Regions from separate parts of the Anas platyrhynchos genome. Here region 1 is linked to region 2. Evidence: chromatin contacts called from public Hi-C data. All regions are on one chromosome and are shown on one strand. Each heading gives the region's core, a stretch centred on a gene start, on an enhancer-like site or on the middle of the called end of the contact. The rest is flanking DNA. Distances are from core to core; before and after follow the strand shown.

Region 1 (6,473 bases), core at 1,507-4,006, 84 kb after region 2:
AAGAAAGATTTATAAACAGCCTTGTGGAAGACACTTAAATTATACAAATACCTTTTATAAGACTGGAGCTTCAGAAATACTTACATAAAATATTTGGATTGAGGGTTTTGCCAAGAAACAATGGAGAATTATTGGAGAATTTAATCAGGTTCTTGCTGGTGCCCTTCATGCAGGTCACCTTCATGCATACAGCCACCACAAGGCTCTACTTAGCAGCGTCAGAACTGGCCTTAAATAATACATAAATTTGAGGTCTCCACAAGTTATTTTCACCCTCTCTGTATGAGAAGAAAAGCAGGTATTTCCTTTAATCCTGTGTGGCTTCTGCATTAAAATAAGCCTTGATATTTATCCCCGGCCATCTGGATTTAAACTGACATATATCCCACAGCTTCAAATACCAGAACATCTGAGTTACCAATGTGCTCTTTAACCCAGAGTGTTTGTGCTTAATCACACCAAAGGACAGAAAAGTCATTACCCTCCCAGGGTTTGCAGTGGGTTCCTCCAAAAACCTAGGCGGTTTTGCTCACACTGTTTCCTTTTGCTGCCGTGTTTGCCTGTCGCCCATTCTGAACTGAAAGACCATGACTAGGACCAGTCAAGGACGAGGCTCCGCAAATAACCGAAGTGGTACCAATAGGATTATGCCCACAGGCTTTGTCAAATCAGGAGTTTCCTCAGGCAGTACTAATAATTACCAACTCCCTTTTTACACATCACACTAGGCTTCAGCTGCGCATTCACTAATCCCTGGAAAAGAAATGCTGACTATGTGGGAGATGGTGTTCCACGTACTCCCCACTCCATGCTTTATCACCAGAGGAAGTGACTGGTGCTGGCATTTCAAAATCTGTTACAATTGTTCTTAGACTGAGGCGGAAATACTATCTTGAAAAGACAAAATGCACATTTCTTGCATAGGTTCCTTTGGAAAAATTTGTTTATTCCACTTGCAATTCAAGGATTTTTGCTTTTGGGATTCTGGAAGCCTTTAAAAAGATTCAAAAAAGAGAACATTCAGAGGAAATACCAACCTCATCAGAAAACAGATATTTTTAAACTAGAAAAACATTTGTCCTCATCCAATTCTTACATTAGTGTCTGGCAGTGATTGAGGGCAATGAAGCTAAGTGGCCAAATTTCTGTCCTTGCAAACTGAAGCAGGTAACTGCTACATCTGAAAAATTGCTACCATTTGAAAGGGACATGGAAGAAAAAAAAAAAACAACATGAAAATCAATGACAGACTCTAACTGGTCCCAGATTGTCTCTGTTTCTCGGGATATCCGCAGATGGTATGTCCAGTTAATATTTATAGGTGAGGTGGAAAGCAGTAACACTGGGAAGCCTCTGGTTTCTAAAACTGTGCTTCTTGTTCTCAGGGATTTTTGATTATCATGAGATCTGCATCTGCTTGTTATTAACTAATTATCTGATCCAGTTGCCTAGCAAAAATTTTGAAAGCAGGTGGTGCGCTCACTCCCCCTGCTTACATTTTCACTGCAGTGTTTGACCATTTGTCTCCTTAGCATCTGCTGAAATTCTCACAGACAATCCAGTCTTCTGATTCAGACCTTCTGATTGAGCAGTTATTAAGAAGAAAAGAACAAAACCTGTGCTTAAAAGTATAACACAGAAATATAGCAAGAAAACAGTGGCTTTAACCACAATGTATGCCTTCGGTAGCAGCAGTCTGTTTGGCAGCATTTATGGAATTTCTCCAGTTTGGTCTTTATCAAAAACCACAGTGCAATGAGCACGTCTGTGATAATCAAGTGATGTCCTCTTACCCTGAAGTTTGAGCAAGCTGAGGTAAGGAACAGAAATTTTAGAAGTTATGTGCTGAGAGTGCAGTCTGTGAATGTACCCACAGAAAGGAAACGGGCTATTTTTGGTCAGCTATGACTCCAGATTTATTGAACCACTTGATTTCATACAGAAATGATCTCTCTGGTATGGTCCTGAGGCTCTGCAGCGCTTCAGGAGCAGTAGGACAGAAGAAGGGAGCAAAGCACAAACTGAATTATAAAGAATATGCATTAAAATGAAAGAAAAAAAAAAATAGAGTGACAAACTCACACAAAAAGATAGGACCTCAGGCTTAGTGCCTCCCTGCTATTCTTATAGCACATTCCACAAAATACAGTTAGAAAAGGGCAGGCACCACTGCACTCTGCTTGTTTCTGTGTTTCTTCTTCCTCTCCCTGACACGGGATACTTCCTGAAGAGCAGTACATGCAGCCAAACTGTGTCCTGGACCACAACATCTTCAGTGCTACAAAAATAATAGTTCCCTCACCCTTGCTAAATCCAACTATTCAGAAACCATGACTCAGATGACTGAGATTTCAAAATGATGACTGGCTTAAAACTCATATTGATTTTTTATTTTTATTTCCAAGCAAGTAAGAGCCTTAAAGATCTTCAAATTGTCATCTGTCTTCTGGGCTCCGTGTTTTGCTCTGGAGTTTTAGTAGGTATGAGAGCTCAAAGCTTGAAACGAAAGTGGAATCACATAACTAGTGGCTGTGATGTGCAACAAAATCCTCAACAGCCAGCAGGACCGTTTCGATTTGTATATTTGTAAGATGGAAAAAATAAAGAAATTGGGCTTCCATAGCCTAGTGCTGAAGAAGGATATAATGGATCTGATGCTCAGCTACTTTGTTCCTGCACTTCAGGCAGGAGGGGAACGACTGCAGGCAGGGAAAAAAAAGTATGTGTGAAGTTTGGATTCATACCCTGGAGTCCTGCAGGGGCCGCAACAACTCTTACTGTGAGCCAGAGCATCCGCAGGGCCAGCCTAGTTTGTGCTCTGCTTCTTAAGGTCTGAAGCAGAGACTATCCAAGGCTCAGTGCATACCTGCTGTGCTCCCCATCTCCTCTGTGTGCTGGAGCTGGGGGTGCCCCATCCCTGGAGGTGTTCAGGGTGAGGCTGAATGGGGCTTTGGGCATCCTGGGCTGGTGGGAGGTGTCCCTGCACACAGCAGGGGGGTGGAATTAGGTGATCCTTAAGGTGCTTTCCAACCCAAACCATTCTGTGATTCTATGACATTTTGCATACAAGAGCTCACATTTTTTAGCCCATATAAAACTCTCTCACACACATGCACAAAGTATTTGGTTAAAGTGACATTATCTTTCATTTAGAAATGTGTAGTGAATCCAGGACATACTGATACTTTACTGTTTTGAGATAAATGAGCTTTGAATCAGGATCTGTTGTATAAATGAACAGATCTGGACACAACTTAAATTATTTGATTAGGGTTTTTGGAAGGAGTTTGTGGCATTTTAAGGAGTGAAGCCTCAGAGCCCTGTCTGTTAGCTTTCTTATGCTGCAGCCGGTCTTCGTTATTGTTTGCTGCTTTGATGCAACTGCAGAAAAAAACTCCCAGTTTCAGACTCCATGCTGGGTATGGGTTTGCTGTGTGTAAGCAACAAGAGGTGCTGAGTCAGCCTGGGCTGCTGCACGAGCTGTGATCCTGGGCAGCAACCGAGGTGCAGATTAGTCCCCAAGCTGCTGAAGGGTGTATGTTACTCCTGGAAGGCCTGTCTGTATGTTGGCACCCAAATAGGGGTGCCTTTAACAGGGGCAACTTATAAAAGAGTGTCAGGAAAATAATTACTTTAATGGGGACAGCTACTTTTAGATTTTCTGACCTTTATTGTGATACATGTTCTCTCTTACACACACACTCTGATACAAGAGCGTGCGTTTGAATAACGCGACTGAGCCCCCCTGCAGCACAGAAGTGAGCTCTCTGCCAACATCAGAGCTCTGCTTAGGCAAAGCTGAATTTGAGCTTGTCACTTTGGATTAAAGGTCATAAAGAGGTCGCAGAGTATCACTGACTGTGTGATACTAGTGTTAGGTGGGTGATTTTGAAACTTTGGTGTAGATGGCTTGTCTACAGCCAACTGAAGGAGCTAGTGGAATAAGCAAAAGCCAAGCTGAGGTTGCGATGTGCTGTAGTTCTGAAGCCAGTGTAATACCCACTGCAACAAAGCTGACATCAAGCAGATACAACAAGAGGTACCTAGAAAGGTTGAGGTGATTTATGTCAGTTCTCTTTTTAAACCCCATTGCAATGCCAGAAGACTGTAATGTAGTAGCCAACCATATTTTATGACAGATTAAGAAGACAAGGTATGTATATACGTATATACACACACACATATATGTTTACCCAAGAGTGAGACCAGGCTCTTTGGTTTCTGTTAACATATGCATTTCTTATGCAGTACTAAAAAAAAATCAAAATGTTCACTTGGTGGGCACTACCTTCAACACTCACTCCAGTGCCCACAATGAAATACCAATGTCGATGATCTGTGTTTGAGTAAGAGAGTTTCTGTCATCACTTTAAGCCACAGGGATGCACAGAGCACCCCTCTCAATTATCTCAGCAAATGGTATTTTGTAGCGTTTTGGTAGCCATGGCTCATTCTCAGCTTTAATAAAACCACAGAGGGTTAACAACTTGAATTGGGTTCATTCTTATTACCTTATTGGACAGCTACAGTACTTGGCATCACCCTGGGGATTGCTTAAGAGTTCTCTAAACCAGTAACTGTAAATGCAATTAATGATCTCACTTTCTCTTCAGAACTATTGAAATAGAAATCACTTTGTGAACTCAGACAAACATGCACACAAAAGTTTAAACAAGGAGCTCATTTAAAACCATAAAGCCACGTGATCCAAATTTTCAGAAATAGTCTAGAAATTTTGCGACCCTCTATTGACAGTGTAGCGCCTCAATGCCAGACCCTATGGGAGAGGAAGGTGATTTTATTGTAAAATCAAAACCTGAAGCCAAACATATCATTCATTCATGCTTCCAGCCTCTCAGCCCATACAAGCACCAGGATGCACGTGTCCAAGCAACCTGCTGAGCAGCCAGGCACAGCCCTGTGTGTGCAGGTGCTGAAGTAACCTGTCCAGCACGTGGGCACCGAAAATGTGTTCAGGCAGCCTGGCCAGGATTCCTTGCAGTGATGCAGAGGACAAGGACATCTGCAACCGAGTCCTCCTCACATCCGTGTTCTTTACAGATGGGTAATCATCTGCTGGTTTCGTATGAACCTTTTTGTATTCTTTTGGAGCTGGCAGTGACAAATCTCTCCATCCTGGCCCAGCTCCATGATGAATCAGGATTTACTGCCCTTTGTTCTCTCAACAAAGGTGTCCTGAGAAGCTGCACAAAAAATAAAATTAAAAAAATGACTTGTTCATCTAGATGCCAACAACACTTGCTATTCCTCCAGTCTTTTTCCTACCTTGTGTCCCTTCTGGTACTTCCACACCCAGACAATTCCCATTCATATCAGTCTTAGCATTTCTATTGCAGTTCTCTACAATAGCAAAAGACTTCCCTCAGTCAAAGTGTGCTCCTTTGAACCCTTAACATCCGTGTTTTCAAAAGCCACTTCCTGCTCTTTGTTCCTTCTCTTTTGCTGGGATTTTTCCGTGACTCACCCCCAGTTCTCACCACTGGGTGCAATGGCAGCCATACATATTTTCTAAGACAGTCCTATTTATAAGGAAAACTGTTCATGTCGGTGACTCACTTAGATTTTTCTGTTTCCAGGGAGTTACATGACACCAGCTGTGGTAGCAAATTGCAGATTCATTACATGCTGAGCCTTTCCATGATATAGCAATTTCATAACCTTATCCAGCATTCATAAATTCCAAACAAATGGATTTGTGTACCTGTTATTCTGTTATTTAAGACAAGCTTTGACCTCACGCGAGTGTATGGAATTATTTGATACAACCTTAAACACGAACATGATTACTGCCTAGAAATATGGGGAAATTATAGTGTATGTACCAAAAAGCCTAAATGTGCCTAATGCAAAAGCTTATCATAGAATCATAGAATATCCTGAGTTGACCCAAAATGTTTATTGATTCCTTAAAGGCCAATATGCCTAAAATACATGAGAATGTGGTACAAAGCACAGGAGGCCTCACTGCTGTTGAACACCAGTCACTTGACATCATTTACAAAGGTCCCAGGAGGAGGGTTACACAACCACTTCACTTGGTTGCTGGCAGTGGTGTAAATGACTCAACATCAACAGCACAGAGTCCACCCAGAATTTTTTTGGTCATATGCACTGTGTCAACATGATGAATGCCTCCCAGGAAAGGAAAACGATAGCAAAGAGAAAACGTGTTGGTATTTCTGGTGGGCAGCAGGTTGCTGAAAGCCATCTTTTTCAGTTCTTCCATTGCATTTTCCAGGTAAAGGACTGACTGTAGAGATCTGTTCATAGATAGGAACTATCAGAAATAGAAAGTATCAAAAATTTGGAGGTGAAGCTGCCCAGTAGCTCACCTGTAGGAAAACTGCATGTAAAGAGACACCATCCCATGGGAATTCTGTACTCTCCAGGAGATTGATGGCCTCTTGTGACTCGAGGCACTACTTCATCATCAGACAGAACTGAGCTGTTAT
Region 2 (6,827 bases), core at 3,359-5,858:
TCAACATCATTACCTAGAAAGGCTGATAATCATCAGCTAAATTTGGGATGCAAAGGACTGCAGTTATGGAATGGGTCGGAATCTGACATTAAACTGGAACAACAGCAGAAAATTATTTTCTCCACTCAAGCTGTGCCTGCAGATTCATTTAACACCCCCAACTTATTTCCCTGAAAAGTATTCTACATTTGCCTCTAACGGATATAGAAATGTCCTTCTGAACTGATCAGTTAGTTCAGTGTAACATCACGAGAGAGAGAAGGGACTGGAAGCTGCAAGCATCAAAATGCTTTTGAATATCCTGCTCTGCTACATTTGTATTCTCTAACTGGAAAAACTTAAGTGCATGAAATTAATTAGGTAATGATTCCCAACACCACTAGCTTTTATTGCAGCTGAAACCTTTTTGTAGTGCTGTTGTGCTCGGTGGTCTAGAGTTTATCTATTTTTTTAACACTAGGTGGTGCCAAGGCACCACACATATCAAAAAGCGGACTAAAGAAGCAAAAATGTTCAATTTAAAGGCAATATAGGCTCCATTGGGTCCATGTCTCGTTCTGTGAATTATTTCAATTTCTACTGTTAAAATATCTCATCGTCTAGGAAACGACAGGAACAATTCTACGCAAGACGACAATAATTCAAGTAAACTCAGAGGTGATTTGGTGCTATAGCCTACGGAGCAGACAGTAATTCAGCACTGAAGTTTCAATATGTGGATATTACCTGCATGGGCAGATCCAGATCCATTTGGTCCAAAACCTTTTCTCTGAAAGTGGCTGGTGCAAAGTGTTTCAAAGGAACCTTCAAGAGCCTTGCGGCAAGTAAATAGTCAGACTCCTAGCCTTGGTCTTTGCCTGGTGCCTAGCACATACAGATTGGCTTAAGCTTCAGTTTATGAAGCCAAACTTCCCCCAGAGTTGTTTCTAATTCAAAAAATTGGATGTTCATGTTAGATAGATAAATACTAGCTGACCTATTTTATAAGTTAACTACAATTACAGTGCTAAAAAATACAAAAGGTTGCAAATTATACAGGCTTATATAATAACAAATGTTCTAAAAATCTTCATTTTCTTAGATTTAGTACTTTCTAGAGTAGAAAATATCATATTTGCTCGTCTGATAGTCTTACTGGTGTCAGTATATGTGACCAAACTCTGTGACTAATGAGTAAGAAACAAATTTAGAGTAATTTTAAATCAGAAATGCAGTGTCTACCACATACTGCTTTAGAGCAGTATTTGGGAATAGAGGTATTCCACGAGGGAGTTCCTATGAAACTATTATCTGTGAGATAATCATGTTGATAGTTTGCAGGAAGACTGTCATTAAGCTACCAGCAGGAAAGGAAAGAGAGAGAAGGAATATTTGACACCTCATTAGCATTGCTATTCTGATACTCCTTTGTTTCAAGTTATTGATGCTTTTCTCCTTTTCCAGTACAGGTCTGCCTGTTTGTATGCAGTTAGATTTCTGTGGAAGGAGGAATTTATGCCTGCCAAGGACATGCAAGAGGGTGCATTTACCTTTTTCTAGGTTTCTGGGGAAGGTCTCAGTTGATGGAGTTATTTGTCAGTACAGGTGCTGGATCCTGGCCATGCTATCTGAATAGTTATCATAAGGAACATCTTGTACATGTTAATGCAGCTGCACAGAGTCTATTTTCTCAGTGAAGTGAGTACAATTTCGTAGGTCCTTCTGACTGAGGTCTTTCAGAAGCTTCCTTGGATCTGTTCTTGATGTATAATTGTTCCCTGGGAACTGGACTGTGATTTCTGCACAGTTCTATGCCTCAGTGTCCTTTGTGGCAGCAGAATGTATGTAAATAAATCAATTTACTTTTAGAAGACCGGTCTGCAAGACTACAGATATCTCTTGCAGATATTTCTTAAGCTGGCTTACAAAAAGCAAGGCCCGGTCCATACGCAACAGAAATGATGTGATGTAGCCCACCATAAAGGGGACTGAGCACACAGAAAGCACTGTATCTCTGTTGCTGTTATATCTTGTAATTACCAGAACTATGCTGCCTCAACAAAGTCCCATACAGAAGCTACAGTGGGAGAGTGCACTGGACAGACAAAGATACTGAGAGAAAAACAACATTACACCTGTGCCTAACTGATGCTGATGCTTAAAGACTCAACAAAAGATTACAACAGCTGTGAAGAATGAGGAAAGGACAATAATACATAGCAGTCTGGATGGCATGGTAAACTGGACACAAGCAGAAAATATAATAAAACATAAGTTACAGATGTAAGAAGAAAGAATGCAGACCCATACAGCAGATGGAAGCTAGAAGATCTGTCCTGAGAAGGTGATATTGGAAAAGACTTGGGATTGAATAAGGTGGGTTGTCTGCTTGGCACTAGCTACTTGCTTCTGATGTGATTCTGTAGCCAAGAGGGCTAATGCTCTCCATAAATGTACTTCTAAATCAAAAGGGAAGAAGCCTATTTGACAGTTGTGTGATTAATCTCCACCAAAGTCAGTGCTGAGGCACTGAGAAGGCTTAAATAAGACTCACAATTACCATTAAAAAATTGAAAATGTTTTGTAGTGAAAAATGTGAGCAATTTGCTTTGCTTTGATTCTGAAACAAACCTAAATCTGTAATCTCCCGTGCAGTTCCTCTGCAGATTAGCATTGCTCCATGTGCCCTCTGAGTCCAATACTCCAAGCTTACAGTACTTGGGCAGATTAGGTTCCTAGGATGGGGTCATTTTCAATCTTCCTTTGACACAGCTACATTTTGCAAAGATGGGTTAAATATTCCTGAAAATAAGTCCTTTACCCCATTCACTAGGGATCTAAAGGGAATAAGGACTGCAGTTCTTCTTTCAGCCACCTCCAGGCTGAAGTCACATCCACCTGAGCAGCTCGTTGTGGTGACTCCACCACCCAGGGAAGCCCAGGTGAACAGAGCTGTGTGATGTGGCAGTGGGAAAGCTGGTGCCTTGGCTTACTGGTATCTGCAGGATGGGCATTCGCTTGTCTCAAAACCCACAGTGAAGCCTCAGATTGCTGACAGGACATTCATGTATCCTCATTTCCCATGATTATGTGAGTGGTCCTTGCCACTAACTGTGCAGTGATGGCATCTGAAGACCGAAGTTGCTGCTAACACATGACTACAACTCATGCCATCTGGGAATGAGTGGCCTTTGTGGGCCAAATACAACCTGTTGCCCAGACTTTGAGTTGTCTTGCCTTAAGCACTCCTTCACAGTCTCATTTCTGAGCGTTGTAATTGTAGATCATCTGCCAAAGACTGATTAGCTTCAAAAGGCCAACTTCAGTTTCCAGGTGTCCTAACAAAACCACCTACATAGCATCAATTCAAGCCCAAAGTCAGGAATGGGCAAACTAAATGATACTGCTGCAGTGCTCAGTAAGCACAATTTCCACATTAGCAAACAAAACATCAAATAAATAGTTTTATTTATAGTTAGCCCTATAGCTTAACCCTTTTTAACTGGAGAAAAGGAAAAATAGCAGCACATCCACTAGATATGCCTGGATAGTATGTAATACACAGCTCAACCACATAACTCCCAATATGAAGCATCCTCATTCTCCAAAAGCTATCAGGCTTGGCTGAGATAACCAGCTACTGCTCACGATGCAAAGTTCAGGCTCAAAACAGATGAACTGATAGGCTGGTGTATGAGCAGCCTGTGAAGAGGATGTCCATCCTTTAGACTTGGCAACCAGCTTACAAAAACAAAATCAGAACACATCATAATTTTCAGCCTGCAAGGCAGAACTGTTATAGAGTGATAAAATGGCCCTGGATGTCAGAACTGCTTTTCCCAACTACCTCTTTTTTTTTTTTTCTTTTTTTTCCGTAATAAAACCAAACTTATAATGTTATACAAATCATGCCAAAAACTTCAGCTCCAAAATGGTGAGTTTTATATACATGCTGAACTACAAAACTATGCTTATGTAAAATGAAGTAGGAGTTAAGCTCAGAATAAGGAGTAATGAGATCTTGATTCAGATCACAGCTCATTTACCAGTTAACGACCGCTGACAAATTTCATAAACTACCTACATCTGAATTTGCCGTTTGGAAAAAAAAAATCGTAATATTACATGCTTCACAGTGAAACTATAAGGTCTAGTCTATTAAACTGTGAAGTGTGGTGAGATACTGAGAAGATGTTAGGAACAAATAAGATTTATTTGAAAGTACAGAAAATGATCTGAACACAAAACAGATTTGGCTAAATTAATAGGAGGAATATATACTCTGTTTCACTCTATTAGGATGAATGGCATTTTGCCTGGAATATGAGTCACAGGAGAACTTTATATTCTAAGTGTAAGACATTGCTAGGCAAGACAGGAAGGGGAGTAGTAATCTGGAGGATAAATTGCAGGAAGAAATAAGTAGGAATACGCTGAAATGATAGCAATAATGCATGAAGAACTACGTTAAAACAAAGGTAAATTGTATCTTATTACTTTGAAAGCAGTTCAAGCTAAAAGGCTCAAGGATTCTGCTGAGAGAACGAATCAGATCACAAAGCATAGCATCCATCATGTGAGAGCTGAGGACAACACATCTCAGGCTGGGAGACCTGGCTCTGGAAAGAATTTTCGGTAGAGTTTAGATGAATCACAGTCTGAGCTCTCATGAGTCACTGCAAAACCTTCATTAACCCTTGTAGGCCCAAACAAACAGTTGCAATACTAACTGCAACTCCCAGCTCTCCCAGAGAACAATGAAGGAATAGCAGAAACAGCCTTGGGAAAGGGAAAAAAAAAAATCTTTGGAGAAAGGAAGAAAGTGAAATGTGATAAAAGCCAGAGACTCAAAATCCACAAGGAGATTCCAGCTGGCTGAGGCATCATACAAAAAGGGCATTCTGATCCTGCAATGGCACAAGGGCTGACAGCAGGTATTTTTAGCTGAAAAGGGATGATTGGAACAAGCGAGCTGCAAGTGGAGAGAGAAAGCCTCGCCATAGTGAAAGAGCCGTGCTGTGAAGGTCCTCACACTTAAATCAAACGTGGGATTGTACCAACAGAACCAACAGCAAAAAGGAGCTGCTTGTTGTGGCTTGTGAACATCTTTTAGCACTTGTGAGAGGCCAAAAGGCCAGCACAGAGGGTTGTGAGGACTGTGGAAAGGCACATGGAAATGCCTGCAGCTGTTCCCTCGGGTGATGCTAATCGGCGTAGCTCTGCTGGCTACATGGCCCCAGCCCAGCCCCAGCTCTGCACGGGCTGTGCATAGGCAGCACCAGCAGGAACAGCAAGGGTGGCTCTAGCTGAGGCTCTCTTTACTCACTCAAAGCCAGGGAGCCTACCAAAAGATAAAACCCATGGGCTGATATCTAATATTGCTATGCAGCACATTTAACTAGTGCTGTGCAGAGGTGTTTCAACTGTCCAAAAATGTTAAGCTACCACCAAACCTGGTACTTGCCATAGGGTTAATGCAAAGAGCTACCATGCTGCTTCTGGACTGCTACAGCGTGGTTTGCTACTCCATGGTAATTTGTTCATGTTCTAGACCTCACCAAAGTTTCACATACAGCCTTTGGAGGGTTAAGGACTGTTTGGTGAGCACTGAGTTTTACCTCCTTCTCTTTTGGCATGCTAGCAGTGATGGCATTTATGGCAACACGTTGCCTTCTGCACTTTCTTGAAGCATCCCATGCTTGCAGGTTGACTATCCATCTGTTAGTGAAACATTATTCATTGCTTTTATAACGGATCCCCATGCCACATGAGCTAGGTGCCAACTCTTATTCCCAACAGCCTTCTTGCTCTCGCTTTCCCCCTGTGTCATCACCTACATTTGGATATAGCAACCAACAAAGCCTCTCCACCCACAGCCCTGGCCAGTTCAATGCTAAGTGGATATGCAAGCCAAGAAGAGAGGCAAACCAAGAGGCAGGCTAGCCAACAGAGGAGGCAAGGCAACCCAAGAACAGAGGGGAGAAGACAGCAGTGTTAACTAGAGCTGCAAATGATCAGCAGAATAACTGGAACACTGAATAACGTAACATCAGTGAACACTGTTGTGATAAATTAGTAGGGGTTTGTTCATTGTCCTTGAGAATTTAAAGAATCTACTGAGGAGATAAGGTTTCACAACTCACGGCATTGTAACATGGGGACAAATGGGGAAGGGGGGTTGGGTAAACATCCTTGTTAAAACAAAGATTCTGTAAGATACCACCCATCCACCGCAAGACATCTTGTTTTGCCCCCACCTGAACACAAGCACAACGCGTGATCACTGGAGGAAGAATAACGACCCCCAACAACAGACTGCGCAGCCTCAGAACAAGTCTCGACAAGTCGACAAGGCGACAGGTCCCGACAAGTCAACAGGTCTCGACAGGTCAACAAGTCTCGACATGCCGGAACTTCAATGCTATAAAACAGCAACACTGGAAAGGGGAAGTTGCGTGCCGTGGTGGAGCGGAGACTCCCCAGCCGCCCAGTGCTGCTTTGCTTGTATCTGCTTACTCAATTAATAAATACCTAATGGACCAGAAAATTGGCGTGGTCTAATTTATGACAGCTGTGCTTCTGCTGATGATCATGCATGCAAACCCTGATATTTTGTCAGCTTTGATCATCTTGACCTCTGAGGCAACCTAATTCCAAGGCATTATGCTTCTGTTATAAAAAGAGAAAAATACCAGTCCGGGATGCATTAAAATAAATATCTTATGTAAGACTAGAGCTGATTAATCTGCTGTATTCTGCAAAGATGAGGCCTCAGTTGCATCCCTATGTCCTATTTGTGTATCGCTCTTCAAGAAAATTGCAGGCAAGCTAGGTAGCACACAGGAGAA

The links. Hi-C and Micro-C count contacts between places; a contact is called where the count stands out from the background.
Region 1: a Hi-C map of liver shows a contact between it and region 2, with 4 times the contacts expected there. The contact joins two enhancer-like sites. A contact is called at or near these places in 6 of 8 Hi-C or Micro-C datasets (F1 follicle, F5 follicle, liver and 2 more).

The regions. Positions count from the first base shown.
Region 1 is chr3:39,220,640-39,227,112 of IASCAAS_PekinDuck_T2T, forward strand. No RefSeq gene overlaps it. Among named protein-coding and RNA genes, the nearest start is that of RHOQ, 20 kb to the left of the region's middle. Within about 2 kb of position 2,757, at least 1 of the 8 cell types and tissues checked has an H3K27ac peak or open chromatin away from gene starts, as enhancers often do.
Region 2 is chr3:39,135,008-39,141,834 of IASCAAS_PekinDuck_T2T, forward strand. All of the region lies in intron 4 of CRIPT (CXXC repeat containing interactor of PDZ3 domain), which reads right to left. Among named protein-coding and RNA genes, the nearest start is that of PIGF, 27 kb to the right of the region's middle. Within about 2 kb of position 4,609, at least 2 of the 8 cell types and tissues checked have an H3K27ac peak or open chromatin away from gene starts, as enhancers often do.